Linked DNA regions of Gossypium hirsutum: regions 1, 2 and 4 are each linked to region 3. Evidence: chromatin contacts called from public Hi-C data. All regions are on one chromosome and are shown on one strand. The core of a region is the stretch at or near the end of the contact, and the rest is flanking DNA. Distances in the headings are between cores, read along the strand shown. Region 1 holds the start of LOC107908481. Region 2 holds the start of LOC107908489. Region 3 holds the start of LOC107908485 (phosphoethanolamine N-methyltransferase 1). Region 4 holds the start of LOC107908488 (serine/threonine-protein kinase 11-interacting protein).

Region 1 (3,145 bases), core at 224-2,723, 230 kb after region 3:
TATCCAGAAAACTGCTAATTTCCCCAAATTACTGCGCATCTCATCAAAACGTCGATCCTCGCCCCATTGCAAAATTCTGAACGCATTTCACATGATATTGGTAATCTTTCAATTAAATCATCAAATATATATAAACAAAAAAAAAAGGAAAAAATAGTTAATAAAATTTCATACTATTATACCTCATCAATAGAAAAATTGCCAAGCGTAGCCCCCATATTACTACAAGCGAAGTCAATACTACCTGGAAAGCAGAGTTGCAAAATCACTACATACAAACAGGAGGTGCAAGAACAGTATAAATGAGCTTTAAGGACCCTCTAAAATGAGTCAACACCTAACAGATGAACAGTTTAAACCAGTGATGTTTGAAGCAAACTTTTACGCAGTCAATCCAAATTACCTGACGAAAATGCCATGATCCTTTAATTATCAGAGTCAACACAGCAATTATAACAAAATTCGTGCTTCCTGAGCAAAAGAAAACAAAGACGATATCATTTAGAAACCAATGAATTCACATTTGAAGAATTGTATGAATTGTTATATGGGTCTTTACCTTTCCTATGCTCTAATAAAGGTTCAAAAGAACAATTAAAGAAGCTAAATTTATGGATGAGGTACCTGCAAAGTCAGTGACTTTATCGAACTTGAGAAGAGCGGTGATTATAAAGAAAAATATTTGATATCCCAACTGCACAAGCAAAACCCAAAATAAATCAAACATCAATTATTTTGGAGGGAGAGAGGGAGAAAATAAAAACATACAGTTACAATGGCAGTTAGAGCTAAGAAATGGGAATCTAAAACAGTTGCCATTTTGTTTGAATGGAAATCCTGTTTGCTTATTCTTCTTCCAGTTTCTTTTGCTTCTGATTAAAGCATAGGCTTAAGAAAGGGGTGTGGTAACGGGCAATGGAGGAAGATCAAACAAAAATAATTAAAATAATAAATTTAGGAATATCAACCATAAATAAATAAACCATATAAATTCTATTAATTCTCCTCAAACAAATAATGCTCGATAAATTGAATGATAAAAAATAAATCCCCACATCTGTTAAACAAAAGTAATATTGCATAAAAGAATAAATCATGAAGAGACATTTATATATAGGTTAAAAAGTAAATTTAAACTAAATTTAATAAAACCTAATTAATATATAATAAAAATTAAGTCTTAAAATTCGATCTCAATATAATTTAAACTCGATTTAAAGTTCGAAACTCATCATTTCCCTTAATAATCCTGTCTAAAAGTTTTGATTCGCATAGTTTCACTAAAATAATTATAACTTAAGTCCCAAACTCAAAATTAAATGATTCAAAATACATTTTAAAATTAAAAAATAGATTTTTAAATGCTATAAAAATATATCAATTCAGAAATAATTAATTCTCAACTAAATCGAATAATTTTCAAACTTAAAAATTAATAGCTTTCATAAATAAAATTTAATATATTTCACTCCATGTATCAAAATTGATTTGCTTTTGTAGAAGGCTATGATACATGCTTAGAATTGCTTTGCCTTCTAATGAAGTTATCGTCGACGGTTTATAGCCGTACGGTGCGAGTGGCTATGATTTGAACAGCAATTCTAAGTGCTTCTAGAATTGAAATGTACGTATACCGTTCAAAACTTGGGTTGCGTGCTTGCTTCAATTTCTTACACCCTCCTTTTTAACTCCAAAAGCTCAAAATTTATAATTACTCCTAAATTCCATTTCCAACCCCAAATATTATATGTCCAAACTCTTAAGTTACTTTCGACGGAGGTAGAAAGCTAACTGAAATTAAATTATAATTTTTATAATAGTAAAAATATAATTTTATTATTTTTATAATTTATATTTTTATAATTTTTAAAAAATTAATTAATTTTTATCATTTGTAAAGGATTAAAATGTAATTTTATAATTTAAAAATTTTAAAAATTTTAAATTACTTAAATAAAATCCGGCATGCTATTGCTAACTTTCCATTTGCTAAAACTCATTTCTTTTTTCTCAGAATAAATTACACCATTAGTTACTAAATTATAATTATGTTTTAGTCACTTAATTAAAAAATATAAAATTTGGTTATTTAATTATTTAAAAAATTTTATTTAAATTATATTTGAAAAAAATTGGTGCAGATAGTACGAATAGAAAAAGTTATATAGTATTGATTTCAACAATTCGATTACTTAAATGAAAACTTTTAAATAGTTTAGTAACTAAATTATAATTTTTTTAAATTACAGAACTAAAACAAAAATTTATCTATAATTTAATGACTAATGATATAATTTACCCTTTTTATTGACTTTTAAGTTACATTTAACTAATTATATGATAATTTCAGTTAGATTGAGGATGCCTCTACCATGCCTTCTGTGCATTGGCATCTAAAGGGTTTTTTATCCCAATTTTCAAAACAATCGCAGTGGACTTGGGGATAAAAATAGAATTCCACAAAAGGGTATTGAATAAATAATTTAACTTAAACCAATTAATCAGAATAAATTTAGGAGAATTTACACATAAATTAAATAAGATGAAACACACAAATTAATCAAAAGGGGTAGGCGGTGCACACCCTTCTAGAATCCCTGTGTGCTGCTTATCGCATCACAAATGGGCTTATTAGTAACTTTTCTGTATTAGGTTGAATTATTTGTGTTATTTAATTTTTAAATTAATTTATATAATTTTATTACCTAATAATTTGTTTTTATTTTTAAAATATTATTTGTTTAATTAATTAATTAATTAATTTAATTAATTAATTTCTTTAATCAAATTATTTTTTCAATCAAATTCTAATTCAGTTCGAGTCATGAAAACTTTACTATTGAAAAATGAATTTAATTATTTATTCAATAAAATTGCTATTACTAATTAATTTAATTTCCACATTGAACTCCAATTATATAATTATAAACAATTAAAAGTTGTTAAGAAATTATGCTATAGATTAGAAGTACAAGGCCTCTAATGAAATAATATGAAACTCGGTTTTGATTTGATACTAAATATCCAAAAATATGAGCATTTTGAATATAAGGACTAAAATGAATAAAATGCAAAGTATATTTAATTGATGTGTTTATCATATGATTGAGTGAAAACTAATACTATTTTTATGACTGAATTATTG
Region 2 (3,111 bases), core at 257-2,756, 200 kb before region 3:
CCCTGCCTCCCTAAGGCTGAAGCATTCAGTGCCCCCTAGCTTCAAAAACTCGTTCATCAAAAGATTTTGGACCTGCAGATAGAATGTTGCAGCGCAACAGAAATTAAAAAAGCTCTCAAAATCAATTTCAAATCGCAAGGTTGTTCTGATGTTGAGCAATAAAAATCTAAAAAATGTATGAACTGCAGAGAATTATGAAAAGAAAGATACTGTACTTGCGAAACTCATGATAAAGATGGAATATCTTTAAGTAGTAGCTAATTGCTGAAATGTTACAGTTAAAAGTTGGGTAAAATTCTTCCACAATTGACCTTGAGCAATGTTTCATAGAAATATAATATTGCACTTGGTTCCTCATGTATATTTAACAACACTGAAGCTAATATGATGAAGTGTAGATAACTTATTTCTAGAAAGTAGAAACTTTCAGTTCATGAAATCCGGCTTATAATGTGGCTGGTTGGGTTACAAATGCAAACTCGTAGATGTAGTTTTTCACAATTCAGTATCATCATCCTACAACTACAATAGAAGAGCATTAAAGGAATTTTCAGCCATGATCGAGGAATAATCGAATCTTCACCATCAAAGGAAAGCCACACTGGACTAAACACTAAAGTCAAATAAACTTAAATGTCAAGATGAACAATGATATTTGGAATCTCAAAATTTGACTTGATAATCGGTAAGGCAAAAAAACAAAATAACTCAAATTCTATTGCTCCAAGTCTTCACTTTTCTTTAAGTATAGGTATCTAACACATTAAATTAGATGGTTAGGACGACTAACCCTCCATATATGTTAAGAAACCTAGAAAAAATTGAATTTTCCCGTGGCGTTGCATTTCCGCATACGACATTCACCCAAAGTACCGAGGAGCTTAGAATTGAATGTCAAAGATACAAAATTCAGACATTGCAGCTTTATGTTAGCCAAATTTCAGGTCTGCCTATTGAAACTATTGGTATAACATGAATTTAAGCACTTGAATATGCAATAAAATTTTCAAGTACCCATCTGTATCAAAATTCCAAAACGGATTAAATAACAAAACATCATTCCAGTTCTTAAATGTGAAGTCTTAAGGAACAGCTGCCACTGCAACTGAATTAACTAAATATTCCGATTTGGATTACAAATACGCTTTCATCAAGAACCAAACTGAGATCTTAAAAATCAATTAAGTTTAGCAATAGTCAACTGGCAATATCTTGAAAAGGAAAAAGTGAAAGATTTGGAACCTCAAAAGCTTGGACTTTGTAGCCAGCGCGAAGAAGCGAAGCAGCCATGTCCAAGCTCAACTGGTCCAACCCCACGAATCCTATAACGCCCGCCATTGCAGAACACACTTTTTCTCCGCTTTGCTTTGCTTTGCTTTGCTCGGCTTCGGTGATTGTTCATTAATTAATAAATACCACTTGACATGAAACCTGAAAGTCCAGACCAGCTCGCTATCAATCAAAATGGGCCAAGCAATTATTAAATTACTATTTTGGAGTGTTCCACGTTCTAAATCTTAATAATGTTAATATATCCGAGTTAATTTAAAATAATTTTATATAATTAATATTTTAATGATATAATCATTAGATTAAAATATTACAATGAATAATCCATTTTGACCAAAAGGCTAAACTTCAATGGCAAATTCTCTCTCTGACAGTAATGGCAGTAAGTCGCGTTCTATTGAAGATCGAAACATTAAGAAAGAGCGATTTAAGGATAATAATGCAAACGCGGACATGGATATGGTTGTGGAATTGCCACATGAACCGATGCTGTCTTGGAAAAATAGGTTAATGGGGAAAGGCCTTATTGGATCAAGGAGGTCGGCTAGAACCTCTAGACTTGAGGATGATGATGATTTCAAATTTTTGGAAAGGGATGTCACAAGGTCGGCTAATCCCCTCGATCGAGTTCTTGGATAAGGTGTATCAACTTTTGGTCAAAAACATGGATACTATGCTGGTTCTTAAACTATTGGGGTGGAACATCGGGTATGCTACTCTCCAAAATAAGACATATAGCCTCTGGCGGCCTTCCATGTCGTTTTAACTAATGGATATCGAGAATGGCTATTTCTTGGCAAAGTTTCAAAACAAAGAAGATTATGAGAATGTGTTATCTTATGGACCTTGGGTCATGTATGGGCAATACTTGACAATGCAACCCTGGATCGTAGATTTCAGTTCATCGCAGCTTTACCCGAATATTGTGGTTACCTGGATTCGACTATCGGGTCTTCGAGGATACATGTACAAGTGAAGGATAATTGAGGAAATTGAAGACATGGTGGGGAAGGTTGTTAAATTAGATTATAACACTAATAGTAGAACAAATAGTCGATTTGCTTGTATGGCGGTGTATGTTAATTTGGACAAACCTTTGACCTCTCAAGTTTTGATTAATGGCACAACCCAACTTATTGAGTATGAATCTTTGTGGATGATACGGCCATGTGAAAGAATTGTGTCGAAAGGTCGTCATGGTCATGTCCTAAACTGGAAAAAGAATGGCGACATCTGGTACATCGTCGACGAAATCCAGCATGGTGAAATAGGAAGAGGCATACAAACCTTGGATGCTGGTTGAGAGAAGATCAAGGCAAAAAAACAAGAGATTCCCAAAAGCAATGAGCTAAAAATCCAGAGGAGGAAAATATGATATCACGTTTTAATGCTTTGGTTCCTTTGGATAGAAAGGTTAGTGAGACTAGTTCAGAAATTAAGAAGATTTTGAGATTCAGTATTAAAGGAAAAGATATTATGGAGGTTGTGAATCTAGAAGATTCTAATGGCAAGCAACGTAGAACACTGGCCCACTAAGGAAGGAAGTTGGTCAATGTAGGAGCATGGATTTAGGGAGACAAGTCGAGTCAGTTGGTATAAAATTAGCTCACCTACCAATAATAATAGTATGGGCCTAGGGGATGTGGGAAACCCTTAAAGGCCCTAGGTAAGCAACCAATGCAGGAGGGTAACATGAACCAAGGGAATAAAGTGATGTCAGCAACTTTCCAAATTGGATCCATTACCAATAATGCTATGGCGGGCTTAAATATTATAACAAAGCTGTGGTGGCCGAGGTAAGCTTTAAACAAGTCAAACCAA
Region 3 (3,317 bases), core at 591-3,090:
CCAAGGATTAATAACACATTCACGCGGAAATTCGAAGCCATTTAAAAGAAACTTTTGATAAATATATAGAGGTTGGACGTGGGGTCTATTTCATGTTATTTTCACCAGCAACACCTGTCCCTAAGTTTAACCATTTGTTCACTTGGAAATTGGAATTCATGTGATATTTGAGAGGATTATATTTAAAATTTAAACTCAAAATAAAAATTGTGGTGCATATTTAAAGTAGACTCAGCATTCAGCACAATAATTCTTTTTAATTGATTATCCCCTATTTTAATATTACTAAGAGAAATAAATCTTTTTTCTATGTTTTTTAATTTGAATTTATAACACAAGAATTTATTAAAGATACAATCTCTTTTATTTATCTAAAACGAAACGTATATTTATGTTGGTCTAATTTATAAGCTTAAAATTTTGTTTAAACAGCATATATTTGTAAATAATTAATACAAATTAGTTTTAAATATATTTATATTTTTAAATTTTTTTTATAAAAATATAATATTGTTAATTTAATATTTAATAATTAAATATAATTTTTTATCAAAAATATTAAATATAAAAGCTTAACATATTTTTTTAATATTTACAGTACAATATCGTCATATATTATTATAAATTACATAAATATATGAAAATCTATTATATATAAAGAGATTCATCAATACGGGTGTAAAACTATGTAAATTAAAGTTATTCAAACGTGTGTGTATGTATATTGTTTAAACGCATCTTTTGAAGCTAATATTTTCATCCAAGCTCTACCCTTATCAAATGAAATTTTGGACAGATGGCACTATTAAGCTATTCTATTGCTTGATTTGTCCTCACACTTACATTTGTGGAGTTAAAATTTATTTGGTATTTGAGAGAATTTTGATTGAGTTAGGAAAATAAAATTTTAATTAGGTTGTACTCATATGATGTATCACATGATTAAAAAAAATAAATATATTAAATTGAAAAATTTTGACAGAAACTACCAACAATAATAATAATTAGATTAGAATTTTTAAATTGAAAATAAAAAAATTTAAAATTTTAACTTTTAAAGTACATTAATCTAATCTCAAATTTATAAAAATTTAAGTATTAAGAGCACATTTTAACCCAAATAAAAAGTAAGATGAGCTTTTTAAGTATAATAAATTCTTTTATACCATTTCTAAACTAACTATAGACTTTAGCCAATGAAGTCTTGGTTCAGTTGGTAAAGGCAGAGCCCTTAAGCTTTGATTATTTTAGTTTGAGACTTATTATTTATAATTATATGCGTGGATCTCGAAATCCACTACATGCAACTGCTATGAGTTTAATTTAATTTGTTGACTGTGCCAGTTCTTAATATGATTATACAGTAATAGTTTGATTTTATTTTGTGATTGGGAAAATATCTTACATATATTTATATAGTATTTATATCACTTAAAAAAACTATAAAATTTAAATCTTAAAACGAGATATTAGGGGCTTAAGCTTTTTTTTTTTGACAAAAAAAATGATATTAATAAAATTTTGAACACTATGGAGATAATAAGTTTTTTTTAAGAAAAAAATGATTGAGTCAGTTTACATTTCTGGCAATGGATTCAGCGTTAGTAATATATATATGTTAAGCAAAACTAATATAGTTGAATGTAAATAAATTTGGATTAGGTTACGCAAATCAGTATTTTTACGATTTTCTGATATTGATTTGATTTGATTTGTTTTGTCGTCTACCTAATCAGGCCTTAGATTTGTTAACATAATGCATTGGTCCGACCCGACCCAAATTATAATCAGGTCTAGCATTTCCCCAGCCCTTACTCTATAAAAAGCGAGATGAAGCATTCTCGGTTTCCCGCACCAGAAGCAGTAGAAATTGGCAATTGCTGTGTGTGAGAGAGAAAGTGAGAGTAATAGTAGTATCAATAATTTGGCTTAGGTTGCATCTCTGTGTCTGATGCAACAGAGAGGAAGAACTAACAACCGTAGATCAAGGTCTTTCTCCAGATCTCGGCTTGCTGTCGAAGGATTTTAGTTCCCCTTTTCACTCCCCATTAAAAAAAAAAAAAAAATCAATTCCTCTCAGAGCTCACTAGAGATCTTCTCTGTTAACCATGGCGGCTAACGGTGAGATCTCCACCTTCATATTGATCATTTCTTGCGTTGTTTTTTTCAACTTAGAACCAAAGGACAATTGAAATGGATTGACATTGTTTAATCAACATTTGCGAACCCACACATGGATCTCTCAACGACCTTTAACTAATATTTAAGAAGAAAATTTAAATTTTGATTGTTCTGTAAATTATATATAGGATTTGTAGGAGATGAACGCAAAGTTCAAAAGAATTACTGGATTGAACACTCGGTTGATCTGACGGTGGAGGCTATGATGCTCGACTCCAAAGCCGCTGATATTGACAAAGAAGAACGTCCCGAAGTAATATTTCCTTTCTTCCTTCCTTTTTGTTTTCTGCATTGTTTATTTTTCTCTTTATTAAGTTAATTTAACAAGTTCATTTTTAACTATATTTACAATTTTAAATTTATTTCCTTTTTGGCTTTCATATTTAAGTAAAAATTGTTTATCTATGAATATCTTCAGTTGTTATCATGGAACCATAGAGTTTAATGAGCATTTATGCTTATTATTGCCTTTTAATTGTTGCTGCTGTTCTTTTGTGCTTAATTTTAAACTTCAGTTGTCATTTAGATTCCTAAATTTCGTTGTTGATATTTGCAGGTGCTCTCCTTACTCCCTCCATATGAAGGGAAAACCATTTTGGAACTAGGAGCTGGCATTGGCCGATTTACTGGTGACTTAGCTAAGAAGGCTGGTCATGTTATAGCATTAGACTTCATTGAGAATGTTATAAAGAAGGTCATTGAAACTCAAACTGACAGAAATTTTTTAGTTTGCTAATTAATAAGGGACTTGACTGGATTTCATTAATTGCAGAATGAAACCATCAATGGACATTATAAGAACGTCAAATTCCTCTGTGCGGATGTCACTTCCCCTGATTTGGCTTTTACAGAAGGATCACTGGACTTGATTTTCTCAAACTGGCTGTTGATGTATCTCTCAGATAAAGAGGTGATTTTTGTTGCTTCTTCTTCAGTAACATGGAAAAAAAAAGGGAGTTCTTAGGGGCAAATTAGCTATTGATTTCAATTTTTTTTTACTTGCTGAATTCGGCCCCATTTTTGGCATTGAAATTTCTAATAAAGCATATTTTTGAGTATATCTGTCTGAAAGTATTATTAAATGCAGGTTGAGAATTTGGCCGAAAGGATGCTCAAGTGGTTGAAGGTTGGTGGAC
Region 4 (3,374 bases), core at 85-2,584, 140 kb before region 3:
AGGCAAAATCAAAGCACTCAAGTAATGCGCATGAAAGTAACAACTAACACGAAACTCCGACGAAAATGATTGTTTAAATACAGACAATTGCACAATTACAAGCAAACAAGATAGGGAAGCAATAACAATTGTAGTATCCAGAAAAATACATGCTAGAGAAGATGATACCGCTATAAGCCCCATTTGATAAATCTTTCAGCATCAAATCAAAATCAAATGTCAAGTAAAAATCTGAGTTATTCCTACCTCACTAAATGATGAGATGGATCGCAGTTGATTGAATCCAAGGTCCAAGTGCTTCAAATTAGCACATTTTTGAAGATTATCCACTTTGGCAAACTTGTTTCGACTCAAATCAAGGGTTTCAACAGAGGGAAGAAGTTGCAAAGACTCGTCCATTAGTAGCAGGCAATTGCATGCACACGATACAAAGGACAAGCGGTTCCACTGTGGACAGCCCTTTACCTCAGCAATTCTACTGGCAAACACATGTCGCAAAGCATCCTACACATGCCAAAAATATTGATCTTGAGAAAAAAATTTGTGTAAAGTACCCATATATAATTAATAACTTTAATGGTCCTTAGTTAGGAAGAAGAAAATAGGGGAGGGAGATCTTATGATTTATAATCACAAAAACTGAATGAATGTCATTAATTCTTCCTCTCGTTCGAAAATAATGCAAAACACTCACGGTTGAATTATGACAAATAATTTTCTCCAAAGTATGTCTCAACTCAAGCAACCCCTTGGCTGCTGAGGTCGACAAATCGCACCCTCTGAGTTCCAGAACCTTCAGTCTTCCAAACGGGAGCAACGAGAGCGGCGTGGGATCACGCGCAAGAGGGGCCAAGGCAGATACCACCTTAAGAGTGGTTAGGAGGCGTAGTATCCGCCGAAGCTGCTCGAGCGCACGGTGGTCCCCAAGGTCCGAGACGTAGGCACGTAGATAGTCAACTGGAGCTCCCACTAGAAGTCTGTCGAGCTCCTGCAACGCTTGGAGCCGAGACTGCACGTAATGGAGCCCCGCCGGGTTGAGCTTCAGAACCTTAGTTCCATCAATCAAAGGCCCCGCTTGGTCGTCAACGAATTTGAACAGCTTCTCAAGGTAGCGACCCCTTGTGACGATCGCCATTGGCATCAAGTTTTAGAAAATCACCCACACCGCCATATTCCAAAGCTCATAAGTGAACAAAGGGTTTGAAGAATGCGAATGAAGGAAGGTTTGAAAGGAAGAAATGAATCATTAAATGATAAGGGGAATAGCAGGAAATAGAAAAGGACGGCTGTAGCGTACCTTGAGAATGATGGGGTGGTTCATTATGTTCTGGCTTTGGTTGGTTCGGGGGAAAAAGGTCAAATAATTGGGAAGTGAAATATGGTGCGTAGGGAAATGAGACACCTGGCGCACATGCACACAACATGGGGAATCCAATTCCAAACAACGTGTCGGCTTCCTCCAGAATCCAAACAAATGCGGGGTCCACCCCAGATGTTTGTTTGTTCAAGCATAAACGACCTTGCATAATTTGCATTTGCCATTTGCCGCCCCCATCTCAATCCTTATTTTTGCCTAAATAGAGTTTTATTAAAGAGGAAAATATATTAGGGTGCGTTTGGTTCGCTGTATTGGATTAGAGGTGTATTGGATTAGAAGTGTATTGGATTAGAGGTGTATTAGATTAAATGTGTAATAGCAAATCAACTATTTGGTTGAATGTAATGGAATAGAGGCGTAATAGTAATCTTGTGTTTGGTTGAATGGAATAGAGGTGTAATAGCATAGTGGAAAAAACTAAAATGACTAGAATACCCTTAGCATAAATTTGTTTTGGTAAATGATTATTGTTATTGTTATTTAAATTTTAATAAGATTATTATTATCAATAATAAATATTTTAATCATATTTAAACATAATTATTATTAAACATATTTTAATTAAAATATATAATTTAATAAAATTCTTAATAATTACCAGAAATTTGTTTTGGTAAATTATTATTGTTATTGTTATTTAAATTTTGATAAGATTATTAATATGAATAATAAATAATTTAATCATATTTAAACATAATTATTATTAAATATATTATACTTAAAATATATAATTTAATAAAATTCTTAATAATTAATATTCTTATATGAATTTACTCAAATCATAATATATTATATGATACTATAAAAGATAATTTGAAATAATTAATATTAAATATATTTTAATTAAAATATATGATTTAATAAAATTTAAAATAATTATAACTAATAAAATTTAATAAGTAAGAATTGAACTCTAAAAAATAAAAAAAACATAACCATATCGAATTATCATCAAGAACTCGATTGAGTTTACAACAATTCTGAATTAAACGGAAGTACTGCCTCAATATCTCACTTCAACTAAAAATATAAAGCAAGCATTCAATAGAAGAAATTCAAGCCGATACAATATCTCTTTCACCCTGCTCTCAACTCCAATTGGCCTTCCATGAAACCGATTCTTCACTTCAAACAAAATAGCTCACCAATCTAGCAGGAAAACGAATACTATCCAAAGTTGCCATTGAAAATAACCTCCAACTTCATGTGTCCATTCCACAAGTTAAGGGAAAAAGCAATCTCTACCAATTCTGGATTTATATGATGCATTGATAAATTAGGAAATAAAAGGCCATGAGGTAAGGTTGCTAAAAAATCACAATGAATCAAAAGTAATTTACCTCTTCAGGAAGGCTAAATTGCCAAGAGCACATGTTTCCTCTAAAGCACCAAAAACCAGAAGGCATATTTGTTGACAAGTTGCAGTACTGCCTCAAGATCTTAGTTCAACTACAATATAAAGCAAGCATTCAGCAGAAGAAATCAAAAGCTTACTTGTTCCTCGTTTTCAGCAGAAGGGAATCTCTACTTACTCTGCCTATGTCATGAGCACCAATACCAAAAACTAAACAATGAAGCTGAATGATGTCCATCACTGATCCTATGAATTAAAACAATCAATGCAATCAGCTAAATTCAGAAAAACAATTCAGAAAAACAATTACATGACAATGAAACATGAAATAGTATAAGAACAATTTTATTACCATAATCCAAGTTTTGGTTAGTTCCCATTGAAACGGTAACTCTTTTTCCAGGCCCAAGTGCTTGATCAACCACAACATTCTGCATAAAGAACCATGAAATAGCCCAAACCAGTTCATAAGTAATATATCAGTATCACACTCCTTAGTATTCAAATTTAATCTGAACAAGAGAATATATATATATAAGTTTTAAGTCATGTTTGAGCTTTCTGAATGCAAAATAGGAAACTACAACTTTGTACAAGAAAATAATTCAGAGCAAATATGATCCTTCCCATTGCCAGCTTTAT

Evidence for each region. Hi-C and Micro-C count contacts between places; a contact is called where the count stands out from the background.
Region 1: a contact with region 3 is called in a Hi-C map of leaf, with 6 times the contacts expected there. The contact joins the promoter of LOC107908481 here to the promoter of LOC107908485 in region 3. A contact is called at or near these places in 6 of 34 Hi-C or Micro-C datasets (callus, hypocotyl, leaf and 1 more).
Region 2: a Hi-C map of callus shows a contact between it and region 3, with 1.8 times the contacts expected there. The contact joins the promoter of LOC107908489 here to the promoter of LOC107908485 in region 3. A contact is called at or near these places in 3 of 34 Hi-C or Micro-C datasets (anther, callus and seedling).
Region 4: a Hi-C map of leaf shows a contact between it and region 3, with 4 times the contacts expected there. The contact joins the promoter of LOC107908488 here to the promoter of LOC107908485 in region 3. A contact is called at or near these places in 14 of 34 Hi-C or Micro-C datasets (callus, hypocotyl, leaf and 2 more).

What each region holds. Positions count from the first base shown.
Region 1 is chrD02:42,956,751-42,959,895 of Gossypium_hirsutum_v2.1, forward strand. LOC107908481 reads right to left here and starts at 1,474. Exons shown (of 10, transcript XM_016835660.2): 1 at 769-1,474; 2 at 625-694; 3 at 404-471; 4 at 183-244; 5 at 1-76. The coding sequence starts at 819.
Region 2 is chrD02:42,526,222-42,529,332 of Gossypium_hirsutum_v2.1, forward strand. It overlaps LOC107908489, which reads right to left and starts at 1,507. Exons shown (of 42, transcript XM_016835665.2): 1 at 1,243-1,507; 2 at 1-72. The coding sequence starts at 1,338.
Region 3 is chrD02:42,727,661-42,730,977 of Gossypium_hirsutum_v2.1, forward strand. It overlaps LOC107908485 (phosphoethanolamine N-methyltransferase 1), which reads left to right and starts at 1,841. Exons shown (of 12, transcript XM_016835662.2): 1 at 1,841-2,121; 2 at 2,310-2,434; 3 at 2,738-2,875; 4 at 2,954-3,091; 5 at 3,269-3,317. The coding sequence starts at 2,109.
Region 4 is chrD02:42,586,898-42,590,271 of Gossypium_hirsutum_v2.1, forward strand. LOC107908488 (serine/threonine-protein kinase 11-interacting protein) reads right to left here and starts at 1,335. Exons shown (of 7, transcript XR_005910294.1): 1 at 695-1,335; 2 at 247-504.